5 separate regions of the Mus musculus genome follow, and all the other regions are linked to region 4. Evidence: chromatin contacts called from public promoter capture Hi-C data. All regions are on one chromosome and are shown on one strand. Each heading gives the region's core, a stretch centred on a gene start, on an enhancer-like site or on the middle of the called end of the contact. The rest is flanking DNA. Distances are from core to core; before and after follow the strand shown.

Evidence for each region. Promoter capture Hi-C pulls out the DNA fragments that hold promoters and counts their contacts.
Region 1: a promoter capture Hi-C map of liver shows a contact between it and region 4, with 5 times the contacts expected there. The contact joins the enhancer-like site here to the promoter of Tmem232 in region 4. A contact is called at or near these places in 10 of 39 promoter capture datasets (the 3T3-L1 cell line, 3T3-L1-derived adipocytes, the HPC-7 cell line and 7 more), 1 of 15 datasets of contacts at CTCF or cohesin (pro-B cells), 3 of 484 Hi-C or Micro-C datasets (B cells, cerebral cortex and uterus) and 1 of 9 other capture datasets (embryonic stem cells).
Region 2: a contact with region 4 is called in a promoter capture Hi-C map of embryonic stem cells, with 7 times the contacts expected there. The contact joins the enhancer-like site here to the promoter of Tmem232 in region 4. A contact is called at or near these places in 8 of 39 promoter capture datasets (the 3T3-L1 cell line, cranial neural crest, embryonic stem cells and 5 more) and 1 of 115 datasets of contacts at active chromatin or transcription factors (embryonic stem cells).
Region 3: a promoter capture Hi-C map of liver shows a contact between it and region 4, with 3 times the contacts expected there. The contact joins the enhancer-like site here to the promoter of Tmem232 in region 4. A contact is called at or near these places in 12 of 39 promoter capture datasets (the 3T3-L1 cell line, the HPC-7 cell line, cranial neural crest and 8 more).
Region 5: a contact with region 4 is called in a promoter capture Hi-C map of frontonasal cranial neural crest, with 6 times the contacts expected there. The contact joins the promoter of 1110058D11Rik here to the promoter of Tmem232 in region 4. A contact is called at or near these places in 8 of 39 promoter capture datasets (the 3T3-L1 cell line, frontonasal cranial neural crest, hippocampal neurons and 3 more) and 1 of 484 Hi-C or Micro-C datasets (cerebral cortex).

The regions. Positions count from the first base shown.
Region 1 is chr17:64,497,772-64,501,847 of GRCm38.p6, forward strand. No RefSeq gene overlaps it. Among named protein-coding and RNA genes, the nearest start is that of Gm35098, 29 kb to the right of the region's middle. Within about 2 kb of position 2,005, at least 2 of the 459 cell types and tissues checked have an H3K27ac peak or open chromatin away from gene starts, as enhancers often do. A contact at or near this core is called in liver, where this site is marked.
Region 2 is chr17:63,893,359-63,897,506 of GRCm38.p6, forward strand. It overlaps Fer (fer (fms/fps related) protein kinase), which reads left to right. Exons shown (of 19, transcript NM_001037997.3): 2 at 2,660-2,925. The coding sequence starts at 2,719. Among named protein-coding and RNA genes, the nearest start is that of Fer, 31 kb to the left of the region's middle. Within about 2 kb of position 1,398, at least 9 of the 459 cell types and tissues checked have an H3K27ac peak or open chromatin away from gene starts, as enhancers often do. A contact at or near this core is called in embryonic stem cells, where this site is marked.
Region 3 is chr17:64,464,289-64,468,725 of GRCm38.p6, forward strand. No RefSeq gene overlaps it. Among named protein-coding and RNA genes, the nearest start is that of Mir6420, 26 kb to the left of the region's middle. Within about 2 kb of position 2,188, at least 3 of the 459 cell types and tissues checked have an H3K27ac peak or open chromatin away from gene starts, as enhancers often do. A contact at or near this core is called in liver, where this site is marked.
Region 4 is chr17:65,539,507-65,543,563 of GRCm38.p6, forward strand. It overlaps Tmem232 (transmembrane protein 232), which reads right to left and starts at 1,276. Exons shown (of 15, transcript NM_001008973.2): 1 at 1,204-1,276.
Region 5 is chr17:64,047,350-64,052,008 of GRCm38.p6, forward strand. 1110058D11Rik (RIKEN cDNA 1110058D11 gene) reads right to left here and starts at 3,323. Exons shown (of 2, transcript NR_130982.1): 1 at 3,221-3,323; 2 at 2,513-3,076. All of the region lies in intron 15 of Fer (fer (fms/fps related) protein kinase), which reads left to right.

The DNA.
Region 1 (4,076 bases), core at 755-3,254, 1.0 Mb before region 4:
TCTCCTATGTATCTCCTCTCTCCCCTCTCTCTCCTCCTCTCTCTCTCCTGTCTTCTGTCTCTTGATACTCTCCTTTCTGTCTCCTCTCTCTCCTCTCCTCTCCTCTCCTCTCCTCTCCTCTCCTCTCCTCTCCTCTCCTCTCCTCTCCTCTCCTCTCCTCTCCTCTCTCCGCTCCCTCCTTTCCTCTCTCCTGTTTCCTTTCTTTCCCCTCTCTCCTCTCTCCTCCTTTATCCTCTTTCCTCTGTCCTCCTCTCCTTCACTACCCTCTCCAGTTATTTTTCACAACTCATGTTTGCCAAAGTCGGGAAGAGATTAAACTGTCCTTAGGACAGTGGCTGTGGGAATAGATCACCCAGTTGCTTCATCTGTACCGCCAAGACAGGAGAATTTGCCAACATGTGATGCTAAGGGGGCATAGAAAATAACAGAGAGTATATTTGAAAGGCATCATATCCATAAGTATGAACACATGGGACTATAAGTCGATTCTGTTATCTATTATTTCATTTACCTAACACATAAAACCCAGCAGAATGGAAATGTTCACATCATAATAGTTTAGAATTTAAGTCTTGGGGACAAACAGATTCTTTTTGTATACTTATTTACATAGTCCCAATGCCTACAATCAAACACATAGCAACTATTCTATAAACATTTGCCAATTATGGTAAGCTTTGTAGCTTATATGGAACAATTTGTAAGATCGCATTACGGTTGTATGGAATATGAAATATTTTTATCTAACTTCATATGTAAGGCACAATTGCCTGATTCTATGCACAGCTAAATATTTCTTCATTGCTCGTTATAAAATAAAGAATGTGTGTTGGGAAGTGTAGGGTGCTGGCAATCTCAAAGAAATAAGATCCCAAGTCCTACAAAATGACATTCCGGAACTACAGTTTTATTCACTGAGCTTTTCCTATTCTAAATGCTGTTCTAACTTAGAGCAGGTTTGTATATGCATAATAAAGTGTTATCATTATTATGGACTTAAAATGTATCATCCAACATATGGCAAATTTTAAAAAAATATTTTCATTAAATAGAGAGAGAGAAAGAGAAAGACTAAGCAGATGTTGTCTGGCATGTTAATCTAACAGAAAATACTAACAAGTTCTCCCTTTAAAAATAATTGGAGCATGACTCAGTATGTAGTCAACAAACTACGAGCCTTTCATTTTTATGTAACGTAGTTCATATCTTCATTTTATCAGAAAGCAGTAGTGTACACCAGTAGACCCATGGCCACCTGCCTGCGTGATTACACAATCACTGTGGGTTTGATCTTGGAAGCTAACTACTTTATTGATATTATTCCTTGAAAACATATACAACTCTGAGAATTCTTCAAACTTGTGAAGTTAGGAGGGATATATATATATATATATATATATATATATATATATATATATATCTTTCTGCAGAATATTCTTTGTATATTAGGGTTCCACTCAGAGTATCCATTTAATGCTATGTATCAAGTGACGGTCACAAATCAGCAGGTTTCTGGCAAGTTGCATAGAGAAGTGACAGTCATGTCACTGTATTTACAGAGGCAGACAGAGCCTTTGTGCCTCACAGCGACTCAGGGCAGCAGATAGCAAATAAACAGGGTTTACTGTGCTACAAAGACTCTTGAAGGCTCAGGGCTCTCTGTTGACCTCCATAGCTGAAATCAGTGAGATGCCTCGTTACGCCTCCTGAGGGCAGCATTTAATACCTCTCTGGACCCAGCCTCTTCATCAAAACCATGTCTCCTACTCCCTAACCTTAGCCTTAGGTGGAGTCTTGCTTCTGATCGCACAGCAAAGTGCAACTAATCTGTTAACGTGCACTTGATGTGTTCTCTTTCAACAACTCAAAACGTATTTGAGTCTCCGCTACCGGCAAAGGATAGACCAGGCTCTAGAGTAAAGAGAGCAAAGAAGCCGCTCTCTTTCTCCATTGCTAGCTGTAGCATCCGATAACATTCAATTTTAGATTTGTAAAAGCTTAACCAAAAGTAAGAAATAATTAACGAGAAGGCACTGCGAGGCTGCATGTTCAGCACTCCCAGACACACTAAGATCCATTGCTTGCATCGCAGACCAGAGTTGCAGGCTGTTGTCTGGCTGGTAACTTCCTGCAATTTCCAATTGGCACAGCGTGTTAGCAAATGGGAGACCAAATTCAGACTCATAGAGTTCACATAAAAATATAACGTCTCAGTTTCTGTGGTCACATCTGACTCTGTCAGCCCCTCATTCCTGGCACCCATTCAAGGTGCTGCGCGGTGGTACCTGTTCAAAGTTTGTCATGCTTCTCATCTGTCTGTCTTTATTCTTGCTACTCAAGGTGAGTCTTGGTGATTATTTGCCAACATGCTTGGAAAGCAACAGAGAGATGGGTTTTGCCATGGCTATAAGGACATAAAAACCATGTGCTGTGTTAACCGTCTGCTATTAGGCTATGACACCATTTGCTTCTCCTCTGTAAGCATCTGGGCTTAGGGATGCTTGTTTAGGAGGTAATAGGTATAAAGAACAAGATGGAAAGGAAAAATAAGGAAGAAGACATTGAAGAGAGATAAAAGTTATGTTATTAGATGGAGTGGTAGCTACTGGGAGAACCATCATGGGCTAAAAGCTGTGGTGGTTTGTGGGTAGAGGGTAAAAGTCAGAGAGAGAGAGAAGGGGGGGGAACCATCAGGAAACAAGGCATGAAGGTGAATTTGTGATGAAATCTTAAGTTCTAGAATGTAAAACATAATTCTGTATATGGAAATAATAATAATAAAAATAATAATAATTGTATAATATTATAGTTAATTATACATTATTAATCATCACTAAGTAAATTACTATTTCATGAAATCATTAAACAATAATTTATAAGTATATATTATTATAATTATAAATACATTTCAATATAAATTATATAATATATAACATCATGTTACATTATATTTTATGAATATTTATATTATATAAAATATATAATATAAAATATAATATATAAATGTAAATATATAATATATTCATATTAATTTAAATATAATATGAATATATAATTGTTATATATTATTTATCTATAAATTGATTATATATAATTAAAATAAGAATAATATCTCTGTCACATTGTTGTTGCTTGCTTTTTGTTTTCCCTTCAAAAGGGTATTATAGGTTGGTCTCCCAGTTCCTAGACTTGAGAGGTCCTCCCTCAAAGCTGAGACCACAGACAGACAACTCTGAGTGCTCCCTAACCTTTTGAGGGTTCCATCCTGTGGAAATCACTGGCTACTTTAATTTACTCTCTCACAGGTAAGGCTGGCACTCAGCACCACTCAGTACTGGGGTAGAACATCGACAGAGTCATCTTTAGGTCATGTCTAAGGATTTCCTTTCTCAGCTAGTTTACTGCAGGGCTGTAGGACAGGGCCAGGGAGGGGCACTAAGACAGAAGGTATAGGGCCATGGAGACCCCAATGCTCATGGATTTTGAATGTGTTTCTGAGGCCCATTTAGACTTGGCCTTGTCTCTACTCCTCCAATGTGATTATACAGTACTGTGCCTGTGGCCACATCTGTGACAGGAGATGGCCCCCAGGTCCAGATGGTAGCTCAGTACATGTGGCTGCTTGACAGTCCAAGTCTAGTCACTCAACCTCTCCAGGAGTCCAACTCTATTCCACGGGTTTCTTCAAAGAATTATCACAGAAGCATGGTTTTATTCTTAACCAACACAGATCGGCACATAATTCTCTGCTCCATCTTTCCCAGGGGCTTAATTCAGCATTTACAACAACAGTAAGTAGTCCTTATAAATTGTATAGCCCCCCCCAAAAAAAAATCATTTGCCAGATCGAGAGTGTTAAAGGTGACAGCCCAGAATAAATTGATTTGCAGTCATTGAGATGTATCTGGGAGCTTCGGCGGTACAATCAATTAGCACTTGGTACTTACAAGACAGCCCAGGCAGAGATGTATCTGTAACTGATGTCCTGACCTGATTAAGTTTATAAAAATCTATTGTTCTTTTTCAAAACTCATCTTTCTTCTGCACGTGACAAACTGGGGAAATTTCTGCAAATG
Region 2 (4,148 bases), core at 148-2,647, 1.6 Mb before region 4:
GGAGGACATCTGCTCCTTGTCTGTAGTACTTGGTAATATAACACTCAATTCTAACACTTGCTCAAGCCTTCATTTGGGTCTCTGTTTGTGAAGTGGTATCCTCTGCAAATGGAAATCATTTCACTTCTTCCTTGTCTGGTCTGATTAGTTTTAGTTTTAGTTATATGTGCATGTGTGGGTATGTACATGTGAACACAGGTATCTGAGGAGTCAGAGGTGTCAGATGCCCTGGAGCTGGAGTACAGGCTGTCGTGTGCCATACCTCACTAAGAAATGAACTTGGGTCTTTAGGAAGAGCATTGTACATTCTAAGCGCCATCTCACAAGCCCCCTATCCCAAATGTCTTTTATTTTACTCTACCAGTCCAATGTCTAGAGCCTCTAGTAGAACATCAGTGCAGTGCACATCCTCAGGTTCTTCCTGACCTTTGGGAGAAGACATCATCCCATTTTTCCTCCCCACTGTCTCCAAGAGGGTGCCCCTTCCAACCAGGCCTCCCCACTCCCTGGGACCTAAGTCTCTTGAGGATTAGACGTGTCTTCTCCCACTGAGGTCAGACCAGGCTGTCCTCTGGTGTATTTGTGTTGGGGGCCTTGGCCTGGTTGGTGGCTCAGTCTCTGGGAGCTCCCAGGTGTTTGGGCTAGTTCTTCTAGCCCCAACATGTTTACTTTTAAACAAATTAATACTTTTGGATTTTTTGTAATGTCAATATACGTTGGAGACACCCCACTTTAAACTTGAGATGCCTGGGACCCTTGATGACAAGGGAGAAAAACTTGCCTGGGGTACCATGTTTCAGAGCATGAGGCTATGGTCTCTTGTGGGCCCCAGTATGAGTTCAGAGAGGTCCCAAGGTTGCTTCTTTGGTGCAAGCACCTCATGATGTCATTTCTGCAATTATTCTTAGTACTTACCATTTTTTTTTTTTTTTATCTATTTACTGTTCTTTCTCTCTCTTCCTTCCTTGATTAAGCCGGTATTTGGTGACCTGGCAAGACATAGTAGGAGCCCGCTTGATATCCAGAAGCTAGATGTTACCAATAGTATTAAAGTGAAGGCTGTTCATGAGTTCACGAGAAATGTATGTTATAGTCATTCAATAATACAAGTAACCTAGAGTCACAGGCAGAGATGAGTAAGTCTGCAGCTGTTCACCCAGCCTTAGTGTCAATTCTGTATAATAAAAATAGGATAGTTTTATCATAAAATTGAGGTTGGAATAATATACAGATATTTCCCAGAAAGTCAGCAATGGGTTCCTCGGGGGTTGTGGTAAATCTCTTTCCAAATATGCCCTAGCAATGAAAACACAACACAGTTAATATATGCTGTGTGCCTAGATTGGGCAGATCTACCGCTATACTACCATCTTCTCCATCTATCGGACTCCTTAGAACTTGCAGTTTCTCCAGGCAATGTGCTTCTGCTCCTCTTTTCTTCCTCCTCTGCATCCTCTTCCATTTCTCCTCCTTCTCTCTCCTACCTTCTGCTCCACCTTCCCTTTTTATCTGCCCAATCATCAGCTCTCCTTTATTTTACAAATTAAGGTAGGAAGCAGGAAATCACCTGAGTGCTGACTCATTCCTTCTTTGCAGCCACTCACAGGAGGAGAACAGATTTAACATCAAATATAATTAGCCCCAGGGCTATCCACAACACTCGGGTTCAGGGATGATGGTGGCAGCCCCGTAGGATTAAGTGAGGCTGTTTTTGTAGACAGACAGATGGGGTCCTGGATGTTTGATCTAGATTGCAGATCCAAAGACTGAAGGGTTAGCAGTATGATCTCATGTTTGTCCTTTTATGAAACCATACTGTCTCATACATGTCTGAGATACTGACTTTGTAACCCCAATACTGCTGTCCCCAACCTCACCAGAGACTGGGGGTTGGGAGATACAAAAAAAATTGTGCTTGCTATAAAACTTTTATGTTTGAGATTGTATAGTTCCCTTTTTTCTGTTCTAAATCTGTACTACTCTGTGTCATTAGAAAATGTTGGCACAGGAAAATAGAGAAGCATTTACCCACCCTCTGTGAACTTTGGGATTCCAACTTCCTTGTATGATTTCAATAAAAGACTGGGGCTGAGTCAAGTCTAGGTGAACCCCCTGACTTCCGAGTTCAAGGGCTCCCATGTCAAAAAAGAACAGCCTGTCAGTATTGTATGTCAATTGTACGTTTTCTTATTCACCTACCAGGTATCCCTAGTCCTTGATGACCCCTGACTCTTGTCGAAGCTGGACCCTGGGAAACATAATCAGTTAATTTCCCAAATTCTATTACCTAACTCTGAAATGCAATTTGTATTTTGTGACTCAACAACAAAAACATACATTTGGAATATGTGTTGGTGTCATATTAATTTGATTAAAAAATAATTACAGGATTTAAGATAAATATATGAATTGATTTAAATAATTTGATGTACTTTATTTTACATTGTATTTCCTCTAAAAACAATTTTGATGAATTATATACTGCTCAGGTTTGTTCACAATGAAGAAAATCACTTCCAAATTTGAGAAATAAAGCAGTATTCCAAGTTAAACAAACCAACCAACCAACCAACCAACCAACCAACCCAACAACCCAGTGGGCCATCCTTTTGACTGGAGGATAAACTTCCTTCTAACTGACTCACGTCTGTGTTCACAGATATGTGCTGACTAGCAGGCTCACGTGCACAGTGTGGAGGATAAGCTATATCTTACAAAATGGGATTTGGGAGTGACCTGAAGAACTCACAGGAAGCTGTGTTAAAGTTGCAAGACTGGGAACTACGGTTGCTGGAGACAGTGAAGAAATTTATGGCTCTGAGAATAAAGAGTGATAAAGAATATGCATATACTCTACAGAATCTTTGTAATCAAGTTGATAAAGAAAGCACTGTGCAAGTGAATTATGTCAGCAACGTGTCCAAGGTAAGAATGACCCCACTTGTTTTGTATAGGGTCACATTTGTCCTTTGAACAAACATCATATTATAGAACGAGCATACCCATGGCAACTTGCAGTGTTTTAAATTTTCTCTTAATACTGTCTCATCCGCATCCTCTAAAGGATCTTTCTGTGTGTGGTGTACACATGTATGCACAGATCGGGGCGTATGTAGGTGCACACACCTGAACACTGCATGTGGAGGCCTGAGGAGCATAGTGGTGTTTTGTATAGCTTTCCAGCTCAGTCCTGAGTTAGGAACTTGGTTAGGTTTGGGCTTAGCCTAGATGCTAGGCTGTGTGGGCAGCAAGCTCCTGGGATCCACCTGATTTTGCCTCAAAGCCCCGGGATTGCAGGCACATGCGGTCAAGTCTGCCTTTGTTGTGTGAGTGGGAGTTGGACCCAGGTTTTCAAGCTTGCACAGCTACCACCTTTCCCTACTAAAGCATTGTCCTCATCCCCGTGCCCTCTAAATTTTTATGTGCTTATTTTAGAATTCTTTCAGTTCAGAATACATTTTAATGTGGCATTTGATATTATTATTAACTGTAGTTAAATGTATTATTTGACCATTTGCTTTCTTTTTGTTTTATCTTCCTTTAATTCTTTTCATTTACTTACCACCTTTAATTGAGATTTTCTTAAAATTAATTAATTAAAAGTTTGAGGCAAGGCATACGTAACCTTGGCTGTCCTGAAACTTACTCTTTGAAGTTTGCAGTAGACAGTACTTGGACGGCCTAAAGTTATTTTTATTTTTAATCTCTACAGTTTTTCCAACCTCAGGGTGAAGCTTACAATCATGAGGTGAAAGGAAGAGGTAGTTTTGTCAAGAACAAAAACGATAAAGGAATTGTACACGACCCAGTGATTCTCAGCTGGGGTGCTAAGAACACAGTAGAGAGGCCAGCTTCTTAAGTTAAAGCGACAGGAAAACCGCATAACCACACACTGAAGAATGAAAGGCAAACATTGCTCATCAGCTACAAAATTCAGCCCACAATGAACTAAAGACAAATGCGGTTTCTTACATAGCTTTGATTTCTCTGATGCTTGTGTGCAGGTCCCATGTTAACGAGTACCTGGTACACATCTGTTAGGCACTCCTTTCTGTGTCTTCCATGTTTCTACTTAGTGTGCGCCTTCTCCTTTCCTTGACCAATAGGAAGCAGTCATAGCAACTGTTCTATCATGTGTGCTACTTAGT
Region 3 (4,437 bases), core at 938-3,437, 1.1 Mb before region 4:
GGTGGGTAGGGGAGTATGTGTGGGAGGGTGTGGGGGACTTTTGGGATAGCATTGGAAATGTAAATGAAATAAATACCTAATAATAATAATAAAAAAATAGGCTCCATCAGTTCTGGGTCTCTAATATCCCTAATCTCTACTACTAACTTGGCCCAAGTGAAAGCTCTATTCCACATGCTTTAAACAGTGCTTTCTCTTTAATTTTAGTTTGGCAGGATTTTTATGTTTTGGATTAGTGCTGTGTGCCAGTATGAGCTGTTAGTTTTTAATCCCTTCATGGGGTTTTTTTTTGTTTTGTTTTGTTTTGTTTTGTTTTGTTTTTTGTATTTTTCAGGAAGAGACTATAGCTCAGATTGCTTGCACTGGATTTCACTGAAATCTACTGGGGGGGGGGGGGCTCTTGTGAACACTTTAAAAATGGTTCTCCTGCTGTGTGCAATTGTTCTCATGCCGTGGCGTAGAGGAAGATCTCTTGCTTTTTCTCTGTGCTCCAGCTCTCTGTTATGATACGGAGTAAATCTGCTTTGTTGGTAAATTGAAAATAACCTTCGGCATTGATGAGCATAGGTGATGCTTGCAGAGCTGGGGAGAGCTTCCTCACTCACTGGAGGATGGATTTACGTTAGATTTGGAAAGTCTTACTTTTAGATTTATCCAATGTGGTAGAAGAAAAGACCTGTAACAATTTGGTAATTAAAACATTAGCAAAACCAGAAAAACTTGGCTTGTTTATTGAGGAAACGGTTGCAAAGAACCGAGGAAAATCCTCCTCTCTTTTGTTATTTTGCTGAATTCTGTCTCTGGTATGTGAGCTCGAAAAACGCACATTTGTTCTGGGTTCTCTGACAGCTACCTGATTGGAAGTGAAGACCCACTTCACAAGAGGGGACTCCTGCCTGGTAATGTAGATTCTACCTGTGGCGGCAGAGGTCAGAGGCCAAGAAGAAAGTTTGCTACAGTCATTTTTTCTAAACCAATATAATTTCTACCTGTATTCTAAATATTTATCCTATGCCCACAGCTAAGTGTAACTCTCACCCCTATATCAAAGATGTATCCATTTGGAACAGGTGGAAACTGTTAAAGAAGTCCCCAGCTGGCCAAAATGCATAGAATGAGCATCAAGGGGGTGTCCAAGCCCAGTGATAGATCTGCAATGCAAGCCCTACTCTCAAGGGCCAGAAAAAAAAAATCACTGACAGAGATGGAACTATTGCAAGACCCTGAAGGCCAGGGCATCTGCTATGCAATAGCATCTTCTGTATATGACAGAGAAACTGTATCCAGGAAATTTAACAATGACACACCAGTTTGCATGCTAAATAGACAGAAGAAATTCTGCAGGGCCTCATTCCTAGATGAAGGGCCATAGGCAATTAATGATTGCAGAGAGAGAGGGGGAGGGGGAGGGGGAGAGAGAGAAAGAATACCAGGCTCAACCAAGGGTTAGCTCCCACAGAGGCTGTCCAATCTCATGTGGTTAGGCCTGGATACATGTACACAGGAGGAAAGTCCATTTGGACTAAGTAGGTGTATATACATATAATAATAAAAAAGAAGGGAACACAGATTTGGAAGGGGGATATGAAGGAGTTGGAGCAGGGAAAGGAAAAGGCAAAAGTGATATGGGTACAGTGCTTATGTACAAAGTTCTCAAAAAATAGAATTATTAAGTTAAAAAGGAAATTGGACATTTAAATATTAAAATTGGAAAGATGGCAGCAAACAGGAGGTCAGAGGAGCATCAAGTTTTTCAGTGGTGACTTGGAGAAGCCTGAGTGCTAGGTCCTATTTAGAACTGAGCGGGGGAAAAAGAATCCTGTTTTATTCAGGTGGAAAGTGGCAGGCTGCATGATGGATTTTCTTAGTTAAGGAAGGTGCAAGGAACACTGAGCCTGTGCTGGCTGCTGCTCCCTGATGGATTTTGTCTTAACAGAAGCTTGTAGTATGAGCAAAGCCATCTTGTAAGTAGTAGCTGGTTATAAATTAGATTTGCCCTGGGGTGACACTCACGTACATACATACACACATACGTGGGTTTTTTTGTTTTTTGGGTTTTTTTCCCTTTAAAAGTACGAACTTCTGGCTTACAGAATACATAAAAAGAAATGCTTGTGCAAACTTTGAAAGGTCTCAGCTTCATTTTGGACTCCTGACCTCCAGAGATGGCCTGTGCTGATCACAGGGGTGTGCCTGCGGACAGGGCTGCAAACCAGGAATGGAACGGGGAGCTGTTCTCAGTGGCTACTGTGATAACAAACACCAACCAACACTAAATGCAAGAGCTGAGTTTCATGTCCCGGGGATAGATGGAGAGGCAGGTAGGAATGAGGGTCAGTAAGATTACAGAGCTCCACTCTGATTTTCTATTGGCCGCTTAATTAAAATTCCAGTATAAACAAGACATACTAGGAATATTGATTCACCCCCCCCCCCACACACACACACACACAGTTATTAAGTAGAGGCCTGTACTAAGGGTATAAGAGCAGAATGAATTCTTACCCTGACCCTCAAGTTAAAAGGCAATTACTCAGAATAACATGAAGCAAGCAAGCAATGTCATCCCAGACACCAGGAGCAAAGGATTACACAATCCCCGCACCCGTGTGCGCCGGATCCATGTGGTGAGAGCCTCCGGCAATCTGGGCGGTGCTTTCAACTATGATTTCGCTCAGCTCTTCAAACTGGGTTCTGTTTACTGGGCTTCCCTCCAATGGGACTTACCTGAGAACAACTCAACTGTAGTTTGTTTGCTTGTTTGTTTTGTTTCCCAAATCAGTCGTGGGCCCCAGGGATCCCAGTGAGTCCAGTTGTCTCTGGCAAGAATCCTAGTTGCAAGCCCCGGCTTTGGCTGTGTGCCTGTTTGGGCTTCGGAACTACTCTGCCCCCAGTCACAGCTTGGGAGCCGCACTGTGGTTTTGCCTTCCTTACCTGCTCCTGCCTGTTGGCAAAATAGTAACTAACAGAATCAGCATTCACTGCTGGGGTCCTGGGTGCTCCTGCTGTTAACACATCTCCTTCCCGCGCAGCATCAGGCACAGAAAGGTGGAGGGATAAAGCGGGACCCTGGCTGTGTAGTTACAGAAACTGAGCAATCTTGGACATGGTGGCGAGCTCTTCTTCCAGCCTCGGAGTCTTCTGCCTTGAGGGGGGTAATTTAACCTCACCTGATTGTTAGGGCAATTAAACAGACTAGTGTAGGTAAAATATCTGGCACCGAATTACACAGTACACATTAGTCAGGGTCGACTTCCCATCTCAGCTCCCCGCTCTAATTAGCGAATCTTCATACTTGTGCACCTGAACGGTTGACAAACTTAGCTCCTAAAAACTCTCAGTGATGCAAGTATTCATCAGCTGGACACCTCCCCCCCCTCCCCCCCCCCCCCCGCCGCCCCAGACTGCCCACAGACAATGGACAACAGAAGAGGGCAATTTCTATTAGTGCAGAGTCCGTGAAAGTGGTTCTTACAGGTGAGCTCACGCATCTCATACGGCCTGCGTCCAAAAGCTGACGACTCGGTAACTGAGCTCTGGTCGTGCAGCTGCATTAGGCCAGGTCATGAATAAGACAAATATGTCTCATTGTCCTGCAGCTTTTAGTGTTGAGAATCAGAACCTCGTTTCTTACCTCCTTTTAATACCTAGTAAAATGGCTTCTATGAAAATGGATGCCTTCGTTTCTTTACGTGTGTGTGTGTGTGTGTGTGTGTGTGTATGTGGTGATGCTGCTGCTGCTGCTTTGTTGTATGTTGTATGTATGTTGTATGTTGCTTTGAAAGATCCATGCTTCCTCTCACTGCCAGAAAACAGTGGTTATAAATATGTGAAGACAATCCCAGGTAGAAGCAGTAGTGGCAACTGTCTCTGAGAAGAGAGAAATGACTTCCAAAAGAAGCTATGCACTGTAGCCTTGCTGGAAGCAGCAGGTAAGTTTCCAAAGCCAGCTGTGTGGATCGTTCTTGAGTTGTAAGTGTTTAGAGTTTTGTTTTCAGACCAGGTTATAATGATGAACTGATGAGCCGAGACAACAGGGAGAACAACTTAGAGTTAAACACTGGCTCTCGAAGCTGCTGTTGGAACATTTAGTTTCTCTGTAAATATTTGGTGACAGAGTCTTTTTTTCTTCCTGGGAGAGGTAAATATGCCACTCATCTTGAAATGGCTACACAGGGGGTAAAATTATCCACAAAATGTAGCTCAGTGTGAGCCCCAGGTAATGATTTCCATACACAATTAGGCTTATGGATGTAGGTAGTTTGCAATTTATTTGGTATATAAATGACTAATGAGAGAGAGCATGCGTATAGTGTACAATCCAGGTTTCTATGCTAAGAAACAAAACAATCTAAATCCTACCACAGTAAATTTTATCAAATGCAGAACTGTCAAGGAAGTATGCTATGGGGATCCAGTAATTCCTGTTATCAATAT
Region 4 (4,057 bases), core at 26-2,525:
GGAGGAGGAGGAGGAGGAGGAGGAGGAGGAGGAAACAACAGTGTGGTTAATTTAAAACAGTAATTCCCAAAAGTGCAGTGTGGAACAAATTTGTGTAGACTGACATGCTGTAAGATTTAGGGGGTTATTAGTATATGTGCATATATAATGAATCTTGAATGACAGATAATGTGATATGTATGTAATTTTCTCCAAATTTATTGACAAGAGCAACTTTTTAGAACACTACTTCCTGGAATTATATGAATGATACATTTTGGGGAATGTTCAATAGTTATCAGCAAAATGGAAATCTAGCACTTACCTTGAAGCCTTACATGAGAAATCAAAACATTTCTGAGACATAGCACGTATTGAAATAGCTCCAACAAAATGCCTGGTTGCTTGGCAGTTTGTGTGTTTTTCTTTCTAGAAAGTTATTATTAATCTCTGGACAGCTTTTTAAAGCTTCAATTAAAACAAGCTTCAGAATATGTGACTTCAAAGGCGACTTCTGAGAACTAGGTCATATAAAAATTAAACCAAGCCTTTGGACATGTAGCTTGCATCAGGGAACACCAGGTTTAAACTACAACTCTAAAGAATCTGACCAGAGACAACAGAGAAGACGGCATCGATCAGATGAACTTTAATTATAGACTTCTACCCAACTCTTCCCTACCTCCAGGAATGCTTCCTGAGTGATAACTTTGCCATTATTTTCTAGGTTATTTGTGAGTTTTTGTTTTGTTTTCATCTATTCTTTGCCCTTTCCGTGTACTAATCTTTATGTTGGAATTTTCTCTTTGAAAATCCAAAAGTGTACGTGTACGAGGAGAATGGGGAGATGGTAAGAAGACGGAAGACGGGGTGGGGGAAGAACTGAGTTGCTGGGGACCATGAACACTGATCAGCAAAGCCCTAGAACAGTTATCAGAGCTCCCCCACCTTCTATACTCTCCCCAAAACACTGCCTCTATCAAAGGAGCTAGCGGAAGTTGCAGGGCACAGACTCTAATTTGGAGCCTGATACTGTAAAACTGGTAAATAGGTCTGGAGTTTCCCAATGACTAGAAGTCTCTTCAACTTCGAGACGGGGCTTTTGGGACTCTGAGGGGGTGAAGTTCAACCTACATTTGGGTCTTTTGTGGTCTGGGTTACTAAAGGATAGGACCGTAATCCTAGTTCCCCAAGTCACCGACAATAGGGGCTACAATTACTCACCCCAGCGCTCCCGCCAGGCTCTCCAGCTGGTTGCTAAGGATGCTGTGTAAGTCGCTCTTGGAGCCCGCTGGCTGACCTTTAACTGTCTCAAGGGTTTAGCCAATCACAAGCTGTCATTCCACCAGCCCTACCCCACCCGCACCTCGCGTGTACTCAGATTATAAGCAATAAATCCAAACAAGCAAGCAAACGAATAAACAAACAAAAAACAAAAACAAAAACAAAAAACAAAAAACCTTCGTTGGCTTAAGACGACCGAAAAGCTCACAGCTGTGACTCCGCGTGACTTCCTTGTGTACTGTGTGTAGCTGCCAGCAGCCGCAAAAACGCCTTGGCAGCAGTCAGCACGTCCTCCATGCCTAACGCCCTGTTAGACCGTATATCTTTGGAAGAAGTTGCTATTGGCAAATTTCTTTCTGTAGAAAATCTGGAGACTGTCACAGCAACCAAATACGAGTCACCAAATACCCAGGGTGTTTTGACACATACTAACCACAAGGGGGCGAGTTTAAATTCAATGCCTTAAAAACATCCTGTAAGATTACCTGTGCCGACTAACAAAGGAAAGATTGGGTTTTTACAAATGTTCACACCTGGAAGTACTGACGGAAAACATTTTTAGTTACATGGGGAAACCAGTGTACGTACATCTTCCTATGACATAAATTTCCTAAAAATAATTGGGTGCTTCAAAAAAGAGACTCATAGTGGAAACTATAACGTTAGCATGAACTAAGGTTATCAAATAGGTCTTTTGTATTCTCTCTCTCTCTCTCCCCCCCCCTCCTTTTGGAGAGGGTGAAGCATAGTTTTTTTTAACTAAAAAACATTATTTCATACAATATATTCTGATTCATGTATTTCCATCCCCAAATTCCTCCCAGATCCCCCCATCTCCGTACCTACCCACCCAACTGTATGTTCCTTTCTCTCTCTTTAAATAAGAACTTCAAGTCTCTGAAGAAAGAAATTAAAGATCTCAGAAGATGGAAAGATCTCCCGTGCTCATGGATTGGCAGGATCAACATTGTAAAAATGGCTATCTTGCCAAAAGCAATCTACAGATTCAATGCAATCCCCATCAAAATTCCAACTCAATTCTTCAACGAATTAGAAATTCATCTGGAAATTCATCTGCAAATTCATCTGGAATAACAAAAAACCTAGGATAGCAAAAACTCTTCTCAAGGATAAAAGAACCTCTGGTGGAATCACCATGCCTGACCTCAAGCTATACTACAGAGCAATCGTGATAAAAACTGCATGGTACTGGTACAGCGACAGACAGGTAGATCAATAGAATGGTAAAATATAAAAAAAAAAAAAATTTAAAGTTAAAAAAAACTAGAAGAACGGAAGAGGGGGAGGAGGAGGAGGAGGAGGAGGAGGAGGAAGAAGAAGAAGAAGAAGAAGAAGAAGAAGAAGAAGAAGAAGAAGAAGAAGAAGAAGAAGAAGAAAAGAGAAAAGAAAGCACACAAGCAAAACAGCACTTGGGAGGCAGAGGCAGGTGAATTTCTGAGTTCGAGGCCAGCCTGGTCTACAGAGTTAGTTCCAGGACAGCCAGAGCTACACAGAGAAACCCTGTCTTGAAAAAAAAAAGAAAGAAAGGAAGGAAGGAAGGAAGGAAGGAAGGAAGGGAGAGAGAGAGAGAGAGAGAGAGAGAGAGAGAGAGAGAGAGAGAGAGAGAAAGAAAGAAAGATGGAAAGAAAGAAACCAAAATAAACAAGAAAAAAAAAAAAAAAACACTAAACACAAAATGCCCAACCAAAGCAAGATGAGATCAGAGGGCTACCAAAACCCTGCTGAGCTTGTGCCGGCTCATGTCTGCCTTGAAGTGGAGTTAATACACCCAGACAGGCTCCGCTGGAGAGAAATGCTTTCTCCTGGACATGAGGCATCAATTGTAGATAACTTCTTGGTTAAGGATCTTCACCTCCCCTTCTCAGAAGAGTGGGACCTCCCCTGGCTTAAACCTGTACATTCTGGCTTGAAACCACTGCTGTTACCTCTGTGAATTCATATGTGCATCAGTTCTGCTGTGTTTGGAAGAGTTTCCTTGGAGTCACCCATCACATCTGGCTCTTACAAATGTCCACCTATTCTTCTGAGTACTTCCCTGGGCCTCAAAGGGGAGTGCTTTGATGAAGACTGAGTGCTCCAACTCAGCACACCGTCCAGAAGTGAGTCTCTGTGTTTGTTCTCATCTACTAAAGAGAAGGAATATCTACTAAAGAGAAGGCTGGAGAGATGGCTCAGCAGGTAAGAGCACTGACTGCTCTTCCAGAGGTCCTGAGTTCAATTCCCAGCAACCATATGGTGGGTCACAACCATCTGTTATGGGATCAGATGCCCTCTTCTGGTGTATCTGAAAACAGCTACAGTGTACTTGTATGCTTAAGATAAATAAATAAATCTTAAAAAAAAATGAAAGAAAGAAATATCTTTATTGATGACTGATTGAGGAACTGATCTATTGGTATAGCAGATCGCCAATAGGAATAATTTTATTGATATGTTCCTTTAGAAGAAGAAGAATAGGGCTGGTGAGATGGCTCAGCGGTTAAGAGCACTGACTGATCTTCTGAAGGTCCTGAGTTCAATTCCCAGCAACCACATGGTGGTTGATGCCTTTTTCTGGAGTGTCTGAAGACAGCTACAGTGTACTTACATATAATAATAAATAAATCTTTAAAAAAAGGAGAAGGAGAAAGGAGAAGGAGAAAGGAGAAAGGAGAAAGGAGAAAGGAGAAAGGAGAAAGGAGAAAGGAGAAAAAGGAGAAAGGAGAAAGGAGAAAGGAGAAAGGAGAAAGGAGAAGGAGAAGAAGAAGAAGAAGAATAGTATTATGTGCTCCCA
Region 5 (4,659 bases), core at 2,073-4,572, 1.5 Mb before region 4:
GCCCTGGATACTGGAGCATGAGCTGTGGGGCGGGTGCCCCGGATACTGGATCATGAGCTGTGGGGCGGGGTGCCCCGGATACTGGAGCATGAGCCGTGGGGCGGGGTGCCCTGGATACTGGAGCATGAGCCGTGGGGTGAGGCAGGGACTAAAAAAGTCTGGGGATGAGGTGCAAAAGGAATGGGGTTCAAAAGCTAGACTTTGAAGATCAGAGTGAGGCTGCACATCAGTTTGAGCGCCTTGTGATATTTACACTGAAATGAACAGGTCCCTCCTTTTCTTTTCAGCTGCCAAGTAAAATAATGAGACGGACCTCCACCCATGTCAAATGTAATGACTACTGGGGAAGACACTTGCGGTCCCCAGGCCTGTGTGATTGTATCAAGTGGACAGGCCGATGTAGTTCCTTGTCCTCTTCCTTGAGACTGGGAAAACTTAAAGGACATTATTGGTATTCTAGCTGTTTCCTGCTTAGTTTGTCTCTGTGGAGATTAATTAGTTCTGAAATTCCACTTGGTGTTTCCTTCTCTCTTTTCTTCAGTTTTTTGGTCATATTTAATTTCTCATTTCATTGCTTTTTATTCTACCTTATGTATTTTCAGATATAGTATTACATCAAAGTATCTATCTCCCCAAATTCATTGTGAAGGTTGCACTTCATAATCCCAGCACTGAGGAGGCAGAGGCAGGCGGATTTCTGAGTTCCAGGACAGCCACGACTATACAGAGAAACTCTGTCTCGAAAAACAAAATCAAAACAAACAAACAAACAAAAACAAAGAGTTGTATAGACTCTTGTCATTGGAAATAATATTGGAAATTGCTTAGTCAGGGTTTCTATTTCTGCACAAACATCATGACTGTACTGTCTAGTTTTGTGTCAACTTGACACAGCTGGAGTTATCACAGAGAAAGGTGCTTCAGTTGGGGAAGTGCCTCCATGAGATCCAGCTGTAAGGCATTTTCTCAATTAGTGATCAAGGGGGGAGGTCCCCTTGTGGGTGGTGCCATTTCTGGGCTGGTAGTCTTGGTTCTATGAGAGAGCAGGCTGAGCAATCCAGGGGAAGTAAGCCAGTAAAGAACATCCCTCCATGGCCTCTGCATCAGTTCCTGCTTCCTGACCTGCTTGAGTTCCAGTCCTGACTTCCTTGGTGATGAACAGCAGTATGGAAGTGTAAGCCGAAAAAACCTTTTCCTCCCCAACTTGCTTCTTGGTCATGATGTTTGTGCAGGAATAGAAACCCTGACTAAGACTAAAAGAAGTCAGGACTGGAATTCAAGCAGGTCAGGAAGCAGGAGCAAATGCAGAGGCCATGGAGAGATGTTACTTACTGGCTTACTCAGCTTGCTTTCTTATAGAATCCAGGACTACCAGCCCAGAGATGGCACCACCCAAAAGGGGCCATCCCTGCTTGATCACAAATTGAGAAAATGCCTGACAGCTGGATCTCATGGAGGCATTTCCTCAAGGGAGGCTCCTTTCTCTGTGATAACGCCAGCCTGTGTCAAGTTGACACAAAACTAGCCAGTACAGAAACCATGAGAATAAGAACACTTTGCACCTGTGACGATATCATTGTCTTTATTGGTCTTCATTTGTCCTACTGTAGAACTCAAGTGGGTTGCCACTGTTCCTATTTATACATGTGTGTGTCAATTCCTGACACAGCTGTGCCTGAGGTGGAGGGCCTAGTAAACCCTTACAAGATGAAGTCTTTACCTGGGATTAAGTTGGCCTGGTTTTGTATGCTAAACTTAGAAAAGTCTCTTCAAAGTAAAAACATTGAAAGAGGTGATTAAAGAGAAGACTGTGAGACACAAGAGAGATGTGCATAAGGTGGCCCAGCCAGTGCTGACTGCAGGCTTCTTTGTCTCTTCTCTGTGTGCTAATGTCTGTGAGGCTGTGTTTTCCAGATTGTTGGAAAAGACTTCTAAGTGACTTTATCTTTAAAGTACCATTTGCTATGCACAAGTACATGAATTTGTATTTTTCTGTTAACTTGTAAATTAAGGAAGATCTCCTCCCACAGTCTACAGTTAGTACTTGCAGTGTTCTGCTGTTTGACACAGGATAAACCCCTAATTCGAGGCTTTGTGGAGCGCTTCTTACATCTCCAAACATGCTTAAAAAAGAAAAGAAAGAAATTTGTACAGACAATACATGACAGTAGTTTAAATTATCATTGAAATTATTTACATCTGTCAAAAGTCATTATTTCACTTTCTTTGTAACTAGTGGGAATACAATGCAATGGGGTTTATTATCCTTTTTATAATATTCTATGTTCACAGCACAGTATTTAATCAAAGCCAGTCAGTTTTAATTAAAGACAAACCCAAGAAATACAGTGATAGTTTTTTATTTGAAATTCTTGTATCATCCTGTATTTAAATAACTTTGATGTTCAGTAATGTACTCTTTTTAAAATGAATTTCCACCCTTTATGAATGAATCTGTTATTCTCAGATTTGAGCTAGTTTCTTAAATGATAAACAGTGAGCAGACACTTTAGCAATCACACATTTATTACCTAAATTTTACTTGAAAAACAAAAAACAAAAAAACCAAAAAAAAACTGAAAGAGCCTCTGGGAGAGCCACTGATGGCAGGTGCCTGTTTCAGGGCCTCGGAGACTGCTGGGAGAAGATGGCATTTACCTTAAGACTGGAAGAGTAAATGTTCTCTTCTCTGACAGAGCCAGGAAGCACATAGCTGCCATGTGCACAATATGTGTGAGGTGCACAAAGGACCTTTGTGTTGAGGAGGAGGAAGAGAAGGAGCAGCAGCAGCAGCAGCAGCAACAGCAGCAGCTAAGCAGAGGCCTGCTGGGAACAAGACTGGAAGGGCACACAGGATGGGAAAATCTGCAGCCTGCAAGTCGGGTGGGAACAGTTGGCTTGTCTTCCCAGTGCAGTGTGTTTTAGGTAGTAGAGTGATGGCTGTCTTACCATTGGAAGTCACTTAGGGGCACAGGGGACGCCTGTTTTCAGTCCTGGATGCTGTTCTCTCTTGGCGTGGTCTCCCTTCCTGGAGAGTAGATCTCTCAAAGGGTTTCCATGAGATTTTGTGTTTGCACTGTATAATAGGGAACATATGATTCTTTCAACTTTTTAAATATCAATGACAACTTTCTTTAAGCTCTTTCTTGCCTTTGGTATTTTGTTGTTACTTGGCAAAATGTCATAGAGATTTTATTCTTAAGTAAATGAAAGCACTTACCTTGGGGCTCACAGTTCCAAAGGTGTAGGCATGGTGGTGGGCAGGACACTGGAGCAGTACTTGAGAGCTTATATCTCTCTGACCCACAGCAGGAGGCAGAGAGAGAAGAGAGAAGTAACCAGAAATGTTATAGGGTTTTCAAACCTTAAAGCCCTCCCCTAGTGACTCAGCTCCTCTAACAAGGTCAGCTTCCTACTCCTTCCCAAGCAGTACCTCTAATTTAAAACCAAGCATTCAAATTAGTCTGTGAGGGCCATTCTCATTCTAGCTACCATGTTCCACTCCCTGACCCCACAGGCTTGTAGTGATATCATAATGCAAAACACATTCAGTCCAGCATCAGAAGTTCCCTTGAGTCTTTGACAGCTTCAACACTGTTTAAAAGTCCCAAGTCTCATCTGAGAGTCAGTCTCTTAGTTGTAGCCACCTGTAAAGTCAAAAACTGAACTACATCCTTGTCACTCACCCTGGCACAGAGCGTACAGCTTCTGGAAGGGGAGGAAACAGGGCACAGTGAGGAAATGCTGGCTCCAAAGCAAGGTCACATCTCAGCAGGGAAACTGCTGTAGTGCCATGTCTGATGTCAAAGGCCTTCGGTGGCGCCGTCCTTCCAGCTTTGCCGACTGCAACATGCTTCTCTTTAAGAGATATCTTATTGTATATATGTATATGTAAAACATACATATAATAACATATTATATAATAGAAATTTTTCTTTTATTCTCAGCAGTTACATATTATGTTTGTTTTACTTGATAATGAAGAATATTTCAACAAAAGAGTTGTATATTTATATTTTCTGTCATATTTGTGACTAAATTCTACTCTTGAATATCTAAATAGATAAGGTATAAAAAAGATTAATTTTTTTTAAAAAACTTACCCTTAGAAGAAAAATATCAATAATAATTACATCCTAACTTTAGAGATCTCTAGACTAGATCATGGCAGCCTATGAGGCTTGTGTTTCTCAAAGCCTTGACAATATTTTGAGTAAACATAAGTACATATAAGGTATGAGTTTATGAGTGGCAAGCAAGCCTCATATGAAGTTTTGAGCTAAATGGAGATTTCATTCCTTATTAATAAGATGACCTGGCTCATTCTGAGTGGTTTTGTGAAAGACAAGGGAATTCCACTATTTATGAGTAAGAATACCAGAAATTATATTCTTCTGATCTTGCAGTTTTTCCTTTGATCAGAGGTCTTTCACCCCAGGTTATGTGATTGTGGAGTAAGGATATTTTTGTTTTTAAAGAAAACTATAGTCCTTTGGGGACTCAATCCCTCTCAAAACACCGGAGGGTCCTCAGCTTTCACCACTGACACTCTGAAGTCCTCGGAGCACTTGAGATGCACTCATACTGTCACTCAGAACGTGGTGCACTGTGGGTGAGTGTTGCCTGTGGAAACGTGGCTGCTCTGACTTGGAGCTGCAC